3 separate regions of the Mus musculus genome follow, and regions 2 and 3 are each linked to region 1. The links are chromatin contacts, called in public promoter capture Hi-C maps. All regions are on one chromosome and are shown on one strand. Each heading gives the region's core, a stretch centred on a gene start, on an enhancer-like site or on the middle of the called end of the contact. The rest is flanking DNA. Distances are from core to core; before and after follow the strand shown. Region 1 holds the start of Id3 (inhibitor of DNA binding 3). Region 2 holds the start of Ece1 (endothelin converting enzyme 1). Region 3 holds the start of Syf2 (SYF2 homolog, RNA splicing factor (S. cerevisiae)).

Evidence for each region. Promoter capture Hi-C pulls out the DNA fragments that hold promoters and counts their contacts.
Region 2: a promoter capture Hi-C map of liver shows a contact between it and region 1, with 2.4 times the contacts expected there. The contact joins the promoter of Ece1 here to the promoter of Id3 in region 1. A contact is called at or near these places in 1 of 39 promoter capture datasets (liver) and 1 of 115 datasets of contacts at active chromatin or transcription factors (pancreatic cancer cells).
Region 3: a promoter capture Hi-C map of pre-B cells shows a contact between it and region 1, with 9 times the contacts expected there. The contact joins the promoter of Syf2 here to the promoter of Id3 in region 1. A contact is called at or near these places in 4 of 39 promoter capture datasets (the C10 cell line, liver and pre-B cells), 1 of 115 datasets of contacts at active chromatin or transcription factors (astrocytes) and 1 of 9 other capture datasets (adipose tissue).

What each region holds. Positions count from the first base shown.
Region 1 is chr4:136,142,139-136,145,414 of GRCm38.p6, reverse strand. Id3 (inhibitor of DNA binding 3) reads right to left here and starts at 1,593. Exons shown (of 3, transcript NM_008321.2): 1 at 1,237-1,593; 2 at 1,039-1,121; 3 at 23-535. The coding sequence starts at 1,536. The coding sequence ends at 1,062. It overlaps Gm42329 (predicted gene, 42329), which reads left to right and starts at 3,197. Exons shown (of 2, transcript NR_168524.1): 1 at 3,197-3,276.
Region 2 is chr4:137,860,460-137,863,735 of GRCm38.p6, reverse strand. It overlaps Ece1 (endothelin converting enzyme 1), which reads right to left and starts at 1,456. Exons shown (of 19, transcript NM_001369179.1): 1 at 1,355-1,456.
Region 3 is chr4:134,929,331-134,932,606 of GRCm38.p6, reverse strand. Syf2 (SYF2 homolog, RNA splicing factor (S. cerevisiae)) reads right to left here and starts at 1,627. Exons shown (of 7, transcript NM_026780.3): 1 at 1,589-1,627; 2 at 1,323-1,427. The coding sequence starts at 1,612.

The DNA of each region.
Region 1 (3,276 bases), core at 344-2,843:
AGGTGGCGCAAGATGTCATACACAAAGTGTTCAAAAATGGTTTATTATGCAAAATGTTAACTTTTATAAAAAGTTTAATATACATCACATGATTACAGAAAGTCACCTTCCTGTAAAAAAGGTACAAAAGCTATATACTCTATTATAGAGTTCATAATCAGGGCAGCAGAGCTTTTCTCCAAGGAAACCAGAAGAACAGCTCTTATGCTGCCTTGGCAGAGTGCGCAGGGCAGCCACTCGCATCCCCCCACACCCTCTCGACACCCCATTCTCGGAAAAGCCAGTCTTTTAGACTTGAGTCAGGGTGGGGACAGAGTGACGTTGCCCAGCTGCTGACCAGCGTGTGCTAGCTCTTCAGGCCACCCAAGTTCAGTCCTTCTCTCGGGCTCCAGGTCCAGCCTCGAGGCGTTGAGTTCAGGGTAAGTGAAGAGGGCTGGGTTAAGATCGAAGCTCATCCATGCCCTCAGGCTTCCGGCTGGAGAGAGGGTCCCAGAGTCCCAGGGTCCCAAGCGGAACGGGCGCCAGCACCTGCGTTCTGGGCGGGGGAGGAGAGAAGAGCGAGGGAGCCGTCAGTTTCCGCCGAGCGCGCCCAGGCGGAGGATGCCGCAGACTGGCCGGCGCCAGGGAGGAAACTCGGTCTCTACCTCCAGCTGATAACTCCGCTCCCCACACTGCCTCCACCCAGTTGGCGCCAAAGGACCACAGGCGGAGTCACCACTCCCCCTCCCGCTTAGAAATAACACTAGTGGAAAGGGGGGAGGGCTTCCTTTACTCCAAGGCTCATTTGGTGCGACCCGCGCGCCCACTTGCCCTGGGCTCTGGCCACCCGGGATGAGAAGGGACAGCGTGTCTAAGGAATGCACGTGATATTGACATAGGTTCTGTCGTTTATTCTAACTGATTATAGATAAGGCTTTTGCCTTTCAGTGGCTTGGCTTTTTCCCTAAACCGACTGAACCCTAAGCCTTACAATGTTCTGTCAAAGGCAGGATTTCCCATGCAAGCCTCCCTCCTCGCCCGCGCCAGGAGAAAGCTTACCGGGAGGTGCCAGGACGACCGGGTCAGTGGCAAAAGCTCCTCTTGTCCTTGGAGATCACAAGTTCCGGAGTGAGCTCAGCTGTCTGTGAAAGAAGGTTAGGAGACGAGTTAGCCAAGGGACTCGGGGACGCGATAGGGAAGACCCGCAGCATCCCTGCCCGCACGCTCAGAGCAGCCTGGTCTGGCTCCCTCTCGCACCTGGATCGGGAGATGCGGACCGTCCGGGGGTCCAGGCGCCGGCTCTGCCAGGACCACCTGAAGGTCGAGGATGTAGTCTATGACACGCTGCAGGATTTCCACCTGGCTAAGCTGAGTGCCTCGCGGGACTCCCGGCACCAGTTCCCGCAGGCGCGAGTAGCAGTGGTTCATGTCGTCCAAGAGGCTAAGAGGCTCCTCGGTCGACGGGCTCTTACCGCGGCCTCGCGCAATGGCCAGGCTACGTTCCGACAGGCAGCACACCGCCTCGTAGCAGCCGCGCACCGGGCTCAGCGCCTTCATGTTGGAGAGTAGAGATAGAGAGGGAGGAAAAGAGACACCTAAAGCAGCAAACAGTGCGCGCACGCCTGCAGCGGCCGACTCTTATAGAGTCCTCTCTAGGACACACCCCCTTATTCAAAACAGACCGCCAAGGGTCCACCCCCGCCCGCCCTGGGCACCGCCTCCCCGGTCCTGGGCGTTCACAGTGGGTTTAAATTGCTAACAGGCTTCCTTAGGCTGGTCTGACGCCGAGGACAGCGGAGCCTCGGATGCGAGGAATGAGGAAGCGCTGATACCGAGGAGAGGCGGGGCTCTTGAGCCAGCACAGATTTGAAAAAAAAAAAAAAATCACTTAAAACCATTAACTTTTAAGAATATGCCTTTTCTGGAGGCGCCCAAGTTCTCTGAGGTCCCCTCCCCCCAATACTGGTTCGAACCCACAGCTCTGAGGTCATAAATCCCTTGAACAACTAAAGATCTCTCTCTCCTCTCTCTCTCAAGAATTTTCAAGGGAAACTTGTAAGGAATTAGTGCCGCCTTGTTCCCCAATTTGCTGCTCGTCTGACCTCCAGACTCACTGGCGTCAGGAATTATCTTGTGACCAGAGGGGGAAAAAATTAATTGCGGTGAAGCTGAGGTTACAATGAAGAAAACAGATTTGGGCTAGGCGCTGAGATTGCAGAAGAAGGAGGGAAAGGGAGGTCTAAGCAGAGAACACTATTTATTTGAGCACCAGGGGAAAGAGGATAAGAGCAGTCTGGACCCAGTCCTTTTCCACGGAGAAAGAAAAAGCATGGACCGTTTCCACCGAGAACTCCTTTAGGAACTAAATGTATGCCCGGTTGTGCTTTGGAAGTGAATTTGATTAGGATTTTGGACAAGGTTTCAAATATGGGGGTGCTTGCTGCATAAACCCTTTTAGAAGGTCCCCTCCACGGGCATACATAGAACCAAATGGGTCAGCTGTCTAGCGTTTGCTTCCTCGTTCTGCACAGCCTCCCTCCCTTTGCACACTTTGCACACTCTGTAGAAAACAATAACAATTTCATCGCCGCGTTGTCTGTCCCTTTCTGTTGTGGAAGGGCAGCCACCTGGACATGATTATTCCTCGTCCTGCTGAAGTAGCCCCAGCCACCCATCTGAGAGAGCAGGAGAGCAGCCAGCAGGCAGGCAATCCCATATTGCAAAAGGACAGTGCACTCTATTCTTTGCCTGGCTCTGCTTCCCAGACCCCGAAGCCTCAGCAGTTCCAAAATTCTGGTTTCCATCTTGGGAGAGAACAGGTGGGGTTTTGCAGCCACGAGATTGCTTTCTTAATCAATCAGCCTGGTAAATATTTATGGAGTTGCTTCACATGAAACAGAGGCTCCTGCTCTCAAGAATCTCACAATGTCTGGGGACAAGATTAACACAGGAAACAATTAAGTGTTCAGTAGTGTGTGGCACTGATCAACAGGACAATGGGACCTCTGAGCTGGGACAGTTCCAATAATTGGAAGGACATCGGTCTAGGGAGCCAAAGCCCTGGGTTCAATCCGGACAGCTCTGCTATTTACTGGTTATCGACACATAATCTTGAGCAAACCCAGATACCACGGCTTTGATCAGCTGTATGAGGAGACAGACAGAGAGAAAGGGCACTGAGGGATTGTTATAAATACTTTCTGACTCAGAACACCAGATGCTTGTGTGACAGTTGGACAAGGAGTGTGGACCAGCACAGGGCCGGGGACAGGGCATATAAAACGAGTCCTGTATCAC
Region 2 (3,276 bases), core at 207-2,706, 1.7 Mb before region 1:
GGCCATGAAACTAGACATGAGTTCGCGACAGGGTTTCTCTGTATAGGCCTGGCTGTCTTGGAACTCACTCTGCAGACCAGGCTGGCCTCGAACTCAGAAATCCTCCTGCCTCTGCCTCATAAGTGCTGGGATTAAAGGTGAGCGCCACCACTGTCCAGCTCTTGGGAGATTCTTAATGGGGGAGGTAAGTCGGGTCCAAGATGATCTCTGGGCACCTTGGGGGGGCGGGAGAATTAAGTCATCGGTCTCCAGAGAGACCAATGATGTCTCAGGGGAAAGACGCCAGTGGGTAAGAGAGAAAAGGGCTGTCTAAGGGAGACTTAATTTCTGACCAGGCACGGGTTGGTCCTGAGGCTGTCTCTGGAGCATCTTCAGCTCTCTCCATGATGCCCCTCTGTTTCTCAGCGAACCCCTCAGGCATGGAAGGGACATCACAGATGTAGGCAAGTCTCTAGGACCAAAAGGCAGAGAACCCAGGCAGATCTCCTCAGGCCACACAGGGTGTCCTGGGTCCAGTACACACGCCAAGAGCTCGGCTCTAGGAGAGGCAATCAGAGGTCCACAGGGAGAGAAGAAGCAAATGGCCCTGGGTGAGATGGAGAGGTAACCGGAGGCCTTGGCTCTAGGCCAGAGAGTCAACTCATCACTCCGAAGCTCTCAAAAGCAGCCAGATCTGGATTAGATGGATATCAGGCTTGAGGCTTGAGCCCCCAAAGAAGCCCTCTTCCTCAAGGACCCCTTTACCGTGGTGCTTTGGACCACGGGAGTCAGCACTTGGGCCCTCCTCTGAGGATTCATTACTGGGAGATGCTGGGAACACCAGATAACCCTCAGAACCTCAGACTATCCCCTCCTCTCTGAGCTATCTCTCCCCTTCCCATGAGCCAGGCAGCCACTGCAGGATCAGTGTAGGAGAAAAGTGCCCTAGTCTCCCACGATGTTCTCGAATCCCAAAGCCACTCGGACTATGCGGGGTGTGAGCTCAAGTCCAGCTGAACCTTGACGTCTCTGAATCGACCTGGCCTAGCTGCCCACGGTCTCCAAGTCAAGCCAAGCCAAGCTCAGCTCAGGGACTTGCACACCCCAAACCTATCTCACCAACTCTTCCCCAAAATCCAGCACGCGACCCCGAGTCTTCCACGCCAGGAGCAGCCCAGCAGCCCAGAACCAAGGTCCACGCGAACCGGACACCCCCCACAACTCCTGTCCGGGTCCAAGCCAGTGAACAGCGGGACGCGGGCCTCAGCTAAAGGGGACGCCCAGCTCGCCAGGAACCAGCCAGGATGCCATCGCCGCCCCGCTGTCGGGACCGTCGGGGTTGCATGGAGCCACAGCGGGCTGCGGGAGTACTCACCGTCGCTCCCGGGCTCCGAACGGCCGGGCTTAGGATGCACCTCCCGCTAAGGCTCCAGCTCCAAGTGCGCTGGGCTGAGCTCTACGCTCGAACCTCAGGGCTAGCTGCCGGGGCGGCGCGCGAGGCTGGGGCGCCCAGGCCAGAGGGCGGGGCCCGCCGCGAACCAATACAGAAGTGCGGGGGCTGCGGGCCCCGAAGAAACAGCCAATCAGAAGCGTCGGTTAGACTCCCCCCCACACCTCCGCGGGCTCCTTAACCCTTGGCATGCTGGAGCGCTGGATACTCTAGCTGCCCCGGATACCGGTGGGTCCAGGGGTGCGGGCCCGAACCTCCAGCTTGGCGTGCCTAATCTACACCTCGCCGGGACCCTCTCGAGGGACAGACGGAGCCGGTGTCAGGTCCACCTGCGCCCAGTTGGGGTTCTGGGAGCCTAGGCGACCTTTGTCTCCTGCCTGGTGCCTGCACTGTAGTATGACCCTGGGCACTGCAGCTGTGGGGTGTGTTTGTGTGCAAGAAGGAAGAAGGGCAGAGAGGAGAAGACAGAAAGGGGGGGAAGGGATGAGTTTCGAATGCCTGTGTGTTTATGTGGAAAGATAGAAGACTATATTTGGGGATTGTTAGTGTGTGTGTGTGTGTGTGTGTGTGTGTGTGTGTGTGTGTGTACACCAGCGCAGGCGCGCGATTCAGAGAGGGGAGAAGGAAAGAGAAATGGAATGGAATGAAGGCCCAGTAGGCGGGGGCACTTAGACCTCCAGTAGAGAAACTTTCTCTTTATGCCCGCTGCGCAGGTGCAGAGGAAGAAAGACCAGGAAACTGTACGTACTGGGTGAGCCGTGCATTTGTGACCTGTTGGGCACGCATGTGGGTGTAGTAGAAAGAGGCTTTGTGCCCCTGTTGTGAAAGAGTAGCCGGTGAGTGAATCCCGTTTGGTGTACATGTGTGTTCGAGCATGCAGCTTGAGACACACACACACACACACACACACACACACACACACACACACACACACACGGCAGAGATTTACCACAGCGTTGTAGGTGGCTCAGTTTGTGAGTAGAGAGGTCAGTGTGTCCTGTGTGGTAAATGTGTGGCTGGTTTGTTTTTTGTTTTTTAAGATAGGTCTTGGGGCTGGAGAGATGGCCAAATGGTTAAGAACATGTATTGCTTTTGCACAGGTGTGATGGGGGGGGGAATCGGGGGGGGGATCCCAGCACCGGTATCATTTGGCTCACAACTACCTGTAACTCCAGCTGCAAGGGACCCAATGCCCTATGCTGGCGTCTACAAACATCTGCATTCACATGTGCACATACTGCACCCCAGACAAACACATACATGTAGGTAAACAAACAAACAAACAAACTGCCAGACAGTGGTGGTGGCGCACGCCTTTAATCAGGCAGCAGAAGCAGGAGGATCTCTTGAGTTCGAGGACAGCCTGGCGTACAGAGCAAGTTCTAGGACAGCCAGGGCTACACAGAGAAACCCTGTCTCGACAAACCAACCAACCAACACAAAAAACAAACAGAGATGGGTCTCAATAACCTGGCCCACACTACCCAAACAGAGATGGGTCTCAATAACCTAGCCCACACTACCCCAATCCTACCTCTGCCTCTGGAGTGCTTGAGGTTACAGGTGTGCCCACCAAGCCCCACCTATTTGACTTTGGTCATTCCCTATATTTATATGATGCCAAGAAAAGAAACTAACGTATAAGGGATGTGAGATATATGTTCAGGGGCAAAGACATCCTAGAAGATGTGAGATGGGGGTTCAGGAGAATGGAAGGAAGAAAAAAAGGAGGGAGGGAGAGGGGAAGGAGGGGAGGGAAGGCCTGGGTAGTCTTGCCTACCATCCATCAAGAGGGAAGGAGGAGGAGAGGGCAGAGTGGCTGAAGATGGTGGCAGGCTTGGGAAGAG
Region 3 (3,276 bases), core at 378-2,877, 1.2 Mb after region 1:
ACTCCATGACACTTGAGCACACATACATACAAAGCCACAAATACATTTTCTTATTTCTGTGTGTGCATGCGCATGCCTTAGCCTTGTGTGGAGCTCTGTGGACAACCCTGTGAAGACGGAAGTCAGTTCTCTCCCTCCTTCCACTTCTCCCTGAGTTTCAGGGGTCAAACTCAGGTGGCCAGGCTTGTACAAGGGCCTCTAACACTGAGTCATCTTGCCAGCCCAAGAAACACTTTATTCAAGACAGGGGCTGGACTGGGCACTTTAATCCCAGCACTTGGTAGTAGGCAGAGGCAGGAGGATTTCTGAGTTTGAGGCCAGCCTGGTCTGGTCTACAGAGTGAGTTCCAGGACAGCCAGGACTATACAGAGAAAAACCCTGTCTCAAAAAAAAAAGACAGGAGCTGGAGAGATAGCTCAGCAGGTAAGAGCACTGACTGCTCTTCCAAAGGTCCCAAGTTCAAATCCCAGCAACCATATGGTGGCTCACAACCACCTGTAATGGGATCTCACACTGTCTTCTAGTATGTCTGAAGACAGCTACAGAGTAATTTTTGTAATAAATAAATCTTTGGGCCGGAGAGAGCAGGGGTGACCAGAGCAAGCAGAGGTCCTAAATTCAATCCCCAAATACCACATAAAGGCTCACAACCATCTGTACAGCTACAGTGTACTCACATACATAAAATAAATAAATCTTTAAAAAAAAAAGAGATCAAGACAAAAACAAGTCAAGCAGGCTGAAAATCTTGGCAGGTGCTAGAAGGGAGACAGTAAGAAGATATAGCATGCCTTTTGAATTATAGTCCAAGAAAACAAGCAGGTTCAGAAAAAGGGTCAGATGACCAAGCAGTCACATAAAGAAGTGAGAGGGAGCTAGCTTCTGGGAAAGAATGCTAATGTTGAGAGTGACTCGCCAGCCATGCTTACGATTTGAGTAGACATCCAAACAAGAGATGGGAAATAAGTTATACTTTTTTGAGTCTGAACTCGGAGAAAAGGGAAAGTGTGTGCTCGCTGTTTTTAAGGTGAGAAAGGTCTGATTACTATTTCTAACCAATTATTTCCCTAGATGAAAAACGAAGAATCATGGAACAAGAGGAAAAACCTAAGGTACACCCGGTAATGTGGGTGTGGCCGGGTGGAGCAGGCGGGTGGGGCTTTTGACGTGTGTCAAAGCGATCTCAACCCGAGTCCAGACCCACCGGCGGGCGGAGATCTGGTCCCGGGGACGCCGGGTCCGGAGATCTGGTGCGTGGTGCGCCTTCCTCCTCCTGCTCCTCCAGCCCTACTGCCAGCCTGGCCCGCAGCCCCGCCACTCACCCGCTTCAGATGCAGCTCACGGAACTTGCGTAGTCTCTGCTCCCGCTTCTGCGCCGCCAGCTCCTCGGCCGCCAAGGGCCTGGCTTCCGCGCCATCCGCGGGGACCTGCGATCATAACCGGCTTCAGGCTCGGCGTCTGCCAGGGGCCACGGCCCAGGCCTGGGCCCGGCACCCTGGTCTCCCCGGGAGCCGCACCCGGATCCCACCCATGTCCTCAGCCCCGGCGTCTCCCGGACTGACACCTACGCGAAGCCGGTGATACTCACCACAACTTCAGTCACAGCCGCCATTACAGCCTTCTCTCTACTTCCGTCAACAACGCTGAGCACTTCCGGCGGCCTCTGGCCCGCGGCCCAGACTCAAGCCTTCCCGATGGCGTCAGTTTCTTCCGGCCTCTCACGCTCCTTTTAGTGGGAGGGACTGACGCGTGGTATGGCTATGCGCAGGCGCAAACGGGGCGGGGCGGGGGCGGGGCCCGGGAGGGACGACAAGGATGAGGAAGTGCTCCGAACCTGTCACCACATAGAATGGGACGCCTGGTTGGGGACTGCGTATCCTGTCACCAGCTCTAAAGAACCTTGTCTCTCTTGAATTTAATCCGCATTAAGTCCCTTCCATAGAGTAGATAATTTGCTGATGTTACTAACTGTAGAAGAGCAGGGCGGGCCCCATATCGTTCACTCTCACATTCCAGCACCAGAGCAACTACTAAGGTCACTAAGATAATTCGGGAATAAGACAGGGATATATGAAACGTGTACCTTTCAAAATCGACGACTAATTAATTTTAGAAATGAAAAAGCCATCCCACGTGTAAAAATAGCTGGGTACAAATCGGCTGTGGTGGCATTCTCCTAGCGTCTCAGCCGGTGGAGGCAGGAGAATATCAAGTATGAGGCTTGCCAAGGCTACACAGTGACTTCTAGGCTAGCCAGTGCTATAAGACATGGGATATCTAAAAGCTTAAGCACTGGCAAGAAAAAAATGTAAACTGTGGGCAATTCTCTTTTGAGTCCCCCTCCCCTGTAGGAAGCTACTTCTCAAGCTTAATAAAACTTGGCTTGCGCCTGGCAGTGGTGGCACACACCTTTAATCCCAGCACTTGGGAGGCAGAGGCAGGCGGATTTCTGAGTTCGAGGCCAGCCTGGTCTACAAAGTGAGTTTCAGGGCAGCCAGCCAGGGCTACACAGAGAAACCCTGTCTCGAAAAACCAAAAAAAAGAAAGAAAAAGAAAGGAAGGAAGGAAGGAAGAAAGAAAGGAAGGAAAAGAAAAGAAAAATCCTGTCTCTGGATTAAAAGAAATGAGTGAGTTACTTGGCTGGAAGAAGTGAGGCAGGTGAGTTGAGTCTAACTAGCACACAAAATCCCCACAAATCAAATGGAAGGCAATACATACCTCTAAATGAGGAAGTTACAGCCGGCCTATTTCTTTTTTTATGTATGGGGTTTTAGCCTGCATCCATATATGCACCACCTGCATGCCTGGTGCCGACGGAGGTCAGACTAGAGTTATGGTGGTCCTGAGCCACCATGTGGGTTCTGGGATGGAAACATCTTTCCACTACAGCCAGTGCTCTTACCTACTGAGCCATCTCTCCAGTCTGTGCATTTCAGTGTAGCAGCCAGGCTTTGAATCTACTGGGACTAGTTTCAGGCAGTTGATAAAATGTGTGCCAGGAACCAAACTCGGTGCCTCTTACAAGAGCAGCCCACACTCAACCACTGAGCCATCTCCATCCTGTGATTATCTTCTCATGTCAGAGATGTTTCATTTCTATAATTGCAATTTTATATGTAAACTAGCATATACTCAATATGCCTTGACAAATCTGTCACCACCTTCAGTTGCTGTCACTGTCGTCCTCTGAATCACTTTTAATATGTCTTTGTTTCTTGAGTCTCCCTATACTGTCTGCCCGTCCTGGAACTCACTGAAGACCATCCTGGTCTTGAA